Regions from separate parts of the Sus scrofa genome. Here region 1 is linked to region 2. Evidence: chromatin contacts called from public HiChIP or PLAC-seq data. All regions are on one chromosome and are shown on one strand. The core of a region is the stretch at or near the end of the contact, and the rest is flanking DNA. Distances in the headings are between cores, read along the strand shown.

Evidence for each region. HiChIP or PLAC-seq counts read pairs in DNA pulled down with a chosen protein or histone mark.
Region 1: a contact with region 2 is called in an H3K27ac HiChIP or PLAC-seq map of alveolar macrophages. The contact joins two enhancer-like sites. A contact is called at or near these places in 3 of 47 Hi-C or Micro-C datasets (embryonic fibroblasts and liver) and 1 of 2 datasets of contacts at active chromatin or transcription factors (alveolar macrophages).

What each region holds. Positions count from the first base shown.
Region 1 is chr12:4,527,728-4,532,091 of Sscrofa11.1, forward strand. It overlaps LOC100516105 (a long non-coding RNA gene), which reads left to right. Exons shown (of 2, transcript XR_297633.3): 2 at 1,365-1,586. Among named protein-coding and RNA genes, the nearest start is that of SEC14L1, 41 kb to the left of the region's middle. Within about 2 kb of position 2,739, at least 2 of the 83 cell types and tissues checked have an H3K27ac peak or open chromatin away from gene starts, as enhancers often do. A contact at or near this core is called in alveolar macrophages, where this site is marked.
Region 2 is chr12:4,378,708-4,383,279 of Sscrofa11.1, forward strand. No RefSeq gene overlaps it. Among named protein-coding and RNA genes, the nearest start is that of SEPT9, 33 kb to the left of the region's middle. Within about 2 kb of position 2,259, at least 38 of the 83 cell types and tissues checked have an H3K27ac peak or open chromatin away from gene starts, as enhancers often do. A contact at or near this core is called in alveolar macrophages, where this site is marked.

The DNA.
Region 1 (4,364 bases), core at 1,489-3,988, 150 kb after region 2:
GGCATACGGAGGTTCCCAGGCTAGGGGTCTAATCGGAGATGTAGCCGCTGGCCTACACCACAGCCACAGCAATGTGCAATCCGAGCCACGTCTGCAACCTACACCACAGCTCATGGCAACACTGGATCCTTAACCCACTGAGCAAGGGCAGGGATCGAACCCGCAACCTCATGGTTCATAGTCGGATTCGTTAACCACTGCACCACGACGGGAACTCCAGGAACTGGGTTTTCAATGTTAACTTAAGTGTAAATGGCTGCATGTGTCTAGTGGCCGCCAGATGGGATGGCGCAGGTCCAGAACTTACCCGAGGGGGCAGTGATACCCTTCCTGGAACCGTGGCGCGCAGCTGCTGAGACGGGTTCTGCTTTGGGGAGAGTCTCTTTTTTTCCTTTTGATTTTTCAGGGCCGTACCCACAGCATATGGAGGTTCTTAGGAGTCGAATCGGAGCTGTAACTGCCCGTCTACACCACAGCCACAGCCACATGGGATTTGAGCCGCATCTGCAACCTACACCACAGCTCATGGCAACGCCAGATCCTTAGCCCACTGAGCGAAGCCAGAGATCGATCCCACGTCCTCATGGATACTGGTCGGGTTTGTTGACCACTTGAGTCACAGTGGGAATTCTGGGGACCCTTCCTGGGAGCTAACCCGCGACCGCTCACCGAGCTCCTTACTCTCGGTGTGTTCAGCCTGTTCCTGGGCGAGGCAGCTCCCCCTCCCGTCCTTGCCTGGTGTCAGCACGCGGTGGTGAAGCCATTCTTGACGTACGACAGTGGGCAGAGCGTTATGTCTGTGCTTTGCGGGGGTGTCAAGCCAAGGGTGGTCCCTGGTGGTCGGGATGGGAACGCAGGGGGCGGACGTCAGTAGGTGACCAGGACAACAGGAGGGAGCATTCCCGGGGGACCCAGCAGGATGCGGCCCCGTGACAACGTAAAGGCCTTTGCAGCCAAGGCAAGAAGCAAGCAAAGGGCTTGAGAGGCTTCAGGGAGCCCAAGAGCTGGGGGCAGACGGGACGACACAGCAGAGAGAGGGGGAGGTGTCGCGATAGATGGGCCGGCGTTGAGTTCGGAGGCTTTGTCCCACCTGCCGAGGGCAGGTTTCTCAGGAAGGCCCTGTGCAGGTGTGCAGGGCTCCGGGGGTCTGGGTGCCTGGGGCACTGGCGAGGGAGACCCTGGGTATGTCCTGGAGACTTGGAAAGACGGGGCTGGTGGGTCACCGCAGGGCGCCGTCCACCTCACGTTCTGCGTGAAGACTTTAGACTGGGGGGGGTGTTTTCTTGTGCTAACAGATTTAAATCCCCTGAATGTTCAGACTCTGGAAGTAGAGTAAAAACTGATCACGTGTCCTTTCTTTGCAGGTGAGTTTCTCGGAAGCGGTGTGCTCGCACGGGGGGCGGAGTCGCCGGTCTCCTTTCTGTCCGTTTGTCTGCGCGGAAGCGTGGTGTTTTGTTGCGGGACCTCCCTGGTCGGTTCGGTGTATTTCTTACTGACTTAATTGTTAAATGCGGACCTGCCTAGGACCCTGCTTTGTATGAGTGTGAATAAAAGGACTCAGACCCCAGGAGAGTTTGTAGACCTTACGGGTTCCACACCAGTGACCACGTTGCCTCTGTCCCCGAGGTGCAGACTCGACCAGAGAGCGACTTCCAGAGCCCCTCGTGCTCCTCTGTGCGAGGGTGAGCCCTGGGGCCTGGAGGGGCGTCAACGGTCAAGAAATGGTGGCGGGTGGGAGGAGGTGACTGTCGCCTCTGTCGTGACGGCGGGAGGTGCTCTAGGAAGGAGGGTGCAGCTTGGTCAGGGGAGGGGGTGCCTCACTCGGTGGAATTTCCCAGGTGTGACCACTGCATCGCAGCGGGTCCCCCCCCGGGGGGGGGGGCAGCACCGCAGTCCCTGGGTCCTCAGGTGCGCCGCTCACCCCTTGCTGACCTCCCTCCGGCCTGCAGGCCTGGTCCCCGCTTCACCGGGCACTGCCAGCCACCTGCTGGGCTGAGCAGCTTTTGGCCTCGGGGCTCGGTGCTGGGGCTGCCCCAGGCCACCCCCTCCGGGCTGCCAGTGCCCTGCCGATCACGTAGTCCCTCGGCTCCCGCCCCCCAGCTCCTGGGTGCTCGTGAAACCACCCCCGCCCAGTGTGCACACACACTGACGGCCAGGGGCCGTCGTCACAGAGGCTGGGGGCTCTGCCGGCACCGATGGGGCCATGCTTCCAGCCGAGAGGTCTCCGAGCCCCGTGTCTGCGAGTGTTTCTTGTCTGTTGGTAAAGGGGGAAAGGAAGTCCAGCCCGTGCTGTGGGCTGTGACGGTGTCGGTTGTGCACGCAGTGCTGTCCTCAGGCGTCTCTTGCCGTCGCTGCGCTGTGGTCAGGGTGTCTCGGGGCCGTGTCTTCTCTGCGGAACTGAGAGCTCCTCTTGGGTTTGGACCAGCTTGCTCCAGACCCAGGTACCTGCCCCATGTACCTGGCGACCCTCGACCTCACGGCCTGTTGCTCCGCCCTGTCCGTGCAGCTCAGTTCCTGGAAGGCCCGGCCTGTCGTGCCCGCCGAGGCCGGGCTGGAAGTGCGGTTACTGGGGCAAGCCTTGCGGGCCCTCCCGCAGGTGCCCAGGGAGGCATGGGCCATTCCAGGAGTGGCAGCCATCAGCTCAGATGACCCAGCCCGAGCTGCCCCCACCGGCAGGAGTAGCCGGAGGCTGCGCCGCCACCCTCCGCGTGACCTTGGGCGGGTCACTTCCCCGTTGGTACCTCAGTGTCGGTGAAGCAACGATGTTCGTGCCGAGGCTCCCGGCCAGGGCGCTGCTGCGGGTCTGCTTAGCCGGTCATGTGAAGCCCCAGGAGCACGTTGTGTCAGATGTTGCGTGTCTGTCACTGACATTTTTCCTTGAGTTTTCGGTGTATTTCAAAAAACTCGGAAAGGGGCTTGTTGGGGGAGAAATCCGGAGCTGATCAAATCCGTGCAACCAGGGCTGGGAACAAGCTGAGAGGCACTGGTCCCTGGGGACAGCAGACAGTACTTGTAGAAACCCCAGAGCACGCACATGCACTATTTCAACTGTTCTAAAGTGTGCGGTTTGGGGTTCCCTGATGGCTTGGTAGTTAAGGATCCAGTGTTGTCACTGCTGTGGCAAGGGTTTGATCCCTGGTCCAGGAATTCCTCATGCTGTGGCTGCGGCCAAAATATTTTTTTAAAAGTGTGCAGTTCAGTTTTTTTGTTTTTTGGGTGTTTTTTTTTTTTTTTTTAATGGCTGCCCCTGAAGCATAAAGAAGTTCCCAGGCCAGGGACTGAATCCACACAAGCTGCAGCTGTGATGTAGACCACAGGCGGGGCAACGCCAGAGCCTTCTCCCACGGTGCTGGACCCGAGCTGCTGCAGGTGGGTTCCTTTTCCTTCTTGCTTCCTTCCTTCCTGCCTCCCTCCTGCCCAGCAGCATAAGGAGTCCCTGTGTTAACGCTGGGTCCTTAATGCACTGGGCTGGGCTGGAGCTTGAATCCACGCCACCACAGGGACAAGGCCGGATTGTGCCACAAGAAGAGCTCCTTTTGCTTTCTCAGCACCTGTGCAGTGGCACGCGGTCAGCGGCCCTGTGCAGCTCTGGGACATTTTCATCACTCCTGGAGGACACCCCTCCTCCCGCCCCTGGGAACCTCTACTCTTTTTTTCTGTCTCTTGAGCTTTGCTGATTCTGGACACTTTGTAGGAGTGAAATCCTGCCCTCTGTGGCCTCGGGCCTGGCTTATTTCCCTCAGGTTCTTTCATTGTGCGCATGTCGGTGCTTTGTTCTTGTTCAGGGCTGAGTGCTATTCCCCCTGGCAGCCAGGGCTGCTGGGCTACATCCTAATCAGGGGACTGGAAGTGCCAGGTGTCCTGCTTGGAGCTGACGGCTTGTCTGGTGTGCTTCCTCTCCAGCAGGGAGGGTGGTGAGAGAAGCAGGACAGGGGCTGCCTTCCTCCCTTGTCTCCTGCCTCTCAGCGGGGGCCTTCCTCGCTGCCCACTCGGCAGTCCTTGAAGCAGAGCCTCCCTCTGGCCCCAGCCCAGGGGCTGCAAGCGGCTCCTAGGACGGTCTCAGAGGAAGAGAAGCCCCCTCCTCCACAATGCACCTGCCAGCCTCCTGCCCTGGCCCCACCTCTCTTGCCCACCCTCTGACTTCTGCTCTTCTTCAGGACATGTCCTGTAGCATCTGGAATTCTCTGGGTCTTGCTGGTACAGGCTAAAGAAACCCAGCTGAAGGTATGTTACAATGTAGGAGTTCCCTGGTGGCCTAGGGGTTAAGCAGCTAGCATTGTCACCGCTGTGACTCTGGTCACTGCTGTGGCACAGGTTCCATCCCTAGTCCCGGCACTTCCACATGCTGTGGGTGTGGCCAAAAA
Region 2 (4,572 bases), core at 1,009-3,508:
CCCCAACATGATATTCAGATGTTTTAAACAGTGATTCTGCCCAGGCTGAGCGGAGCCCACAGCCCAGAGCTTTCTGTCCTAAAGCTCCCCTCGGTGGCCGTGGTCATCACTACCCCTCCCCCATCCAGGGAGCCCCGGATCTGAGTGACACCAACATCCTCAAGCGGGAGTCACCCCGGTTAACCCCCCCAAGCTTCCTGCAGTACAGGACCAGGTCTCTCTGCCATGCGATGCGTGCGCACACACGCGTGGGCATGCATGCGTGCGCACGAACACGCGCGCGCACACACGCACACACACAGAGGCATCTGCACGTCTCCTCTGGGCACCAGGAGCTCCCAGCCCTGTAATCAACTCCCGGGAAGGCACCAAATGCTATTTCAGGAAGGAGACCAAGACGGCCTTGAAGCCGGACTTTGGCTGGCAGTGAACACGCAAACCACACGGTGGACAAACAAACCACCGCCGGTCTCCCCGTGCCGCCGCCCCAGACCCCCAGTGCCAGAAGCAGGTCCCCCCACCCTTTCCCAGACTTCAGTGCCCACAGTCTCGGCGCCCACGGCATCGTAAGATGCCAAAGTGGCACAGTGGGAAATGAAAGAGAAAGAGGGAGGGAGGGAGAGCGAACTCAAATAAAAGCCAGACTCAGCAAAGCATCCTCTTCCGGGCATTAGGTCCCAGGACCTCGGAGAGTCAGAGAAAGAGAAAGATACCCACAAAAGTGAGTCAGAGACCCCTGAGTGCCGAAGTCCCGAAGGGCAAAGAGAGCTGTGAGTTGGGGGAAGGGCTGGCGGAGGGGCAGGGCCGCTTGCCTACCTGTGATCCGGTCTCTCTCCATCACTCCGGGTATATTTAGCAGCAGGCGGGAGTCCCGGCGTCCCCTCTTCCAGAGGCGTCCTCCCCTTTCTCACCCCGGCGCCCTCCCTCTTCTGCCGCCTCCTCCTCCAAAACTCTTTGTCTGGTCTAATTTCTTCAATCTGTTGCAATCACGAATGCATCCAAATTACCACATTTCCATGTGCTGATCATATGTCTGTGCTCCAAACTGAAGTAGCATTGTCTCTTTGAATCGAGAGGAAAGGGAGCGAAGGAGAGAAAATTTAAAAAAAAAAAAAAAAAGGAAGAAGAAGAAGGAGAAGGAGAGGCGGGAGCGCGGGCGGGACGTGGGCCTTGAAAAGCTCGCCGGGGGCTCCAGGGTCCTCCGGGCGGGCGAGGACCGCCGGCTGGCGGGGCTTTGTGCGCGGTGGCTCCAGAGGTGCGGCGCGGCTTCCGGCCTTCTCTCCACCCCCTCCAGCCCCTCCGCCCCGCGCTCCTCTCCTCTCGCTGCTCCTTTTTAATATCCACTTGGAGAAGCTTCACTTAAGCCTCTTGGAAACCAGCTCAGAGAGTCAAATTCCTGGCGACTTGCGAAGTCTTTCACTCCCGCCCCCTCGCCCCGCGATGCCGCGATTTCCTTTGGTTTAAAAAGCCTGGTTGCTGCCTGCCCGCCCCCGACCTCGGCCAGTCACCCCAACTCCGACCCAGCTGGAAGGAGGGGCAGCCGCACCCCAGGCCGGCGGCCGGGGGACCGGCCAGGAGGACACCTGAGGGGGATGAGCCCGGAGAAGTCACCCCTGCAGACACCCGGGTGTCCCTTCAGCCGCGGTGACAGAGGCAGCTGGCCGTCCCGCCCAAGTGGAGGGAGCGAGGGATGGAGACTTCCTGGAAGATTCCTACCACACGCTCATGAGTCAGTGAGTCTCCAGCTGTCCCGGGGAGCGAGCGCAGCTCCTTTGCCACCGACTTCCCCAGACTCAGCGCCTCTCTGGGCGGGGACACGGGGCCAGGCCAGGCTGGGGGCTCAGTGCTGCTCCCCGTGGTTCACCTGGCGACATGAGGGGCCAGCACGTGGTCAGAGTGAGGACTGGGGGCTGGGCTGGGGGCTGGGCTGGGGGGGCGGGTTGGGGGGATCCCCTCTGTCTTTAAGCTTCCTTCACCGCGAGGGTTCAAACTGGCAGCCCTCTGCCTGAGACACAGAAACGGGTTTTCTTCGCCTGACCCTGTTCAAAGAAAACGCGCATTCGTGCCAAAGTCGGGCGCGTGGGCAATTTCACCGAGGGCTCCAGGTTTTCCGCTTCTCTCGGGAAAGGGAGGGCATACGGCCACGTGGACGGAGCTTCCTGCCCGGACGAGCCTACCGGGCTGGTTGGAAGGGTGCTACCCCTTTAGATGAAGCCACGTTTTCTGGTTTGCTGTGGTTCCCACAGTCCCTTGACTCATTTTCATTATTTGCCGGCCCCTCCCCCAGGTGGCCTCTGAGTTTGCAGTCCCTCCCGCCCCACAGTCACATGGGCTGTGTCACAAGAGGCCCATGCACAGTTCTCTGTTGGATGGCACAAAGTCCTTGTCCCCTCTTGACCAGGCTCAGTCCCCAAAGCAATCTCCTAGGTAGCATGGCATCTTCTTGTGAGTGTGTACGGGGCAGCTGCGAGGAGGTGGGGGTGACATCTTCCGGGAGACACCAAACAGCAACCCCCACCCCCAGCAGAGCCTGGAGGACAGCTGCCTATGCTGCGAGGGAAGGTGGGGACAGAGATCCAGCCAAGGAGGACCCAGGGGCTCTGGGGGCACTGCGGGAGGCTGAATAACGGCCCCAGAGTTCTCACCGCCTAACCCCAGCACCTGTCAACGCGACCTTATGTGGAGAAAGAGTCCAGTTGCAGGTGGAATTAAATGAAGGATCATGAGACTGTCCTGGGTCCTTAACGCCATCTCCGAAGAGGGGGCAGAGGGAGATCCCCCTGCCACACACACACACACGAGGGGTGCACAGACAGAGCAGAGAGACTGAAGATGCTGGCCTTGAAGACTAGAGGGACAAGCCACAAGCCCAGAAGGCGGGCGGCCCCCAGAAACTGGAAGAGGCAGGGAACAGCTTCTCCCCCAGAGCCTCTGGGGGGAACAGGCCCTGCTGCGACCTGGACTTCAGACTTCCGGCCTCCAGAACTGTGAGAGGACAGATTTCTGTTGATTTAAGCCACCAAGGTGGCGGTCATTTGTCACAGCCGCCACAGGACTCTCCAAGAGGCACCACAGACCCCCCTGTATGATTTCACTTCATTCTAAAACATCGCATTCCACCAACCCCCGACAGGCGCTGAGTTAGAACAATGGGAATCATGAAAGGGTTTTGACTGATTTAACCTCTTTTCTGATTTCGAAAAAATAAAATCCTATTGTCTTATCTGATTATAAATGTAGTATATATGCAGTGTATTAAATTTAGCAACTATAGAACACGTATAAAGAAGAAACCCCTCTAATGCCATAGGGGACTCCCCAGTACCAATTCCCGCTGCAGGGAGCAGGTCCAGGAAGGCCCCAGGAGCTGGCAGACCCAGGCCAGGCCATGGGGGGCGTGGGGAGGAGGACAGCAGGCTGGGCCAGGCCGAGGAGCCTGCCACCCCGACTACCTCCCGCGGGCGCTGGCTGCTGCACAGGCGCTGGATTTTCTTGCTGTGGTTGGTGCAGCTGCTGAGCACAGCTTTGACCCTGGGCTTTCCCTCCCCCACCCCAGCCCGGCACAGTCTGGCTCAATGTCCATTCCCAACCATGCCTAAAACTCCAAGCATGCTGGCGCAAGCGGGGGATCATTTGAAACCAAAAACCTGGCAGCCCCCATTGGCCGTGTTAGTTCATGAGCTGAGCCGAGGCTGGACGCAGAGGCGGGGTGAGCCGGAGAGTGAGAGAAGGGCGCAGCCGACCCGCAGTGTTCACTGAGTCCACGCCGTGTCCCCAGCACCGGCCACTCAGGGGGCAACTGAATCCTGGCCTGAGTCCCCAAAGGGGGCTCCCCACGTGGCTCCTCCCTCCAGCAGAGCTCTGCGGTTTTGTAAAACTTTGTCCAGCTCTTCGCACGTAGCACAGAAAACCAGAGAGTGGTTCCAGGGAGTGGTTCCAGGGAGGGGCTGGCTTTTTAACCCGGCACTTTCCAAACTGAACCAACACCTGCCTTCGGCGGGGCGGTGGCGGGGGAGGGGGAGGCAGGAACCCCCAGGCCCCAGCTTTGGGGAGCCCTGCTGTGCCAGCCAGCAAGCCCCCGCTCCCAGCCACCCCAGCCTGCCCACATCCTGGGGTGGGCACCACTGCCTAGCAGCCCCCTCCAGACTGATCTAAAGGCAGTACCTCTGTCCTTCCCCCCCCCCCCACACAGACCTGAACCTGTGATCTGCATACTCCCGGCCCACCTTCTTTTTGATGTCGCTGTCACCAGCGGGAGGGCCCAGCTGCAGGGTAAGGAGGAAGAATGAGGCCTGCTTTATCTTTAAAGACACTGCCCCACCCCGTCCACAAAGCATCCAGCTGGTAGGGGGACACAAAAGTAAGAGACCACCCCAGTGAGCCCTGACTTCCAAGGGAGGCCTGGGTTGGGGGGTGCCCAGCAGCACAGAAAGGGGGCTAGAGCTCCAGGAGATTCTGACCCAGGCAGCAGGGGACCCAGGAAGGGGTTGCCGAGAGGGGCACAGCCTTGTTCCTGGAGCCTTCCAGGGAGGGGCCTGTGAGAAGGAGGGGGGAGAGGAATCACCCAAGGGG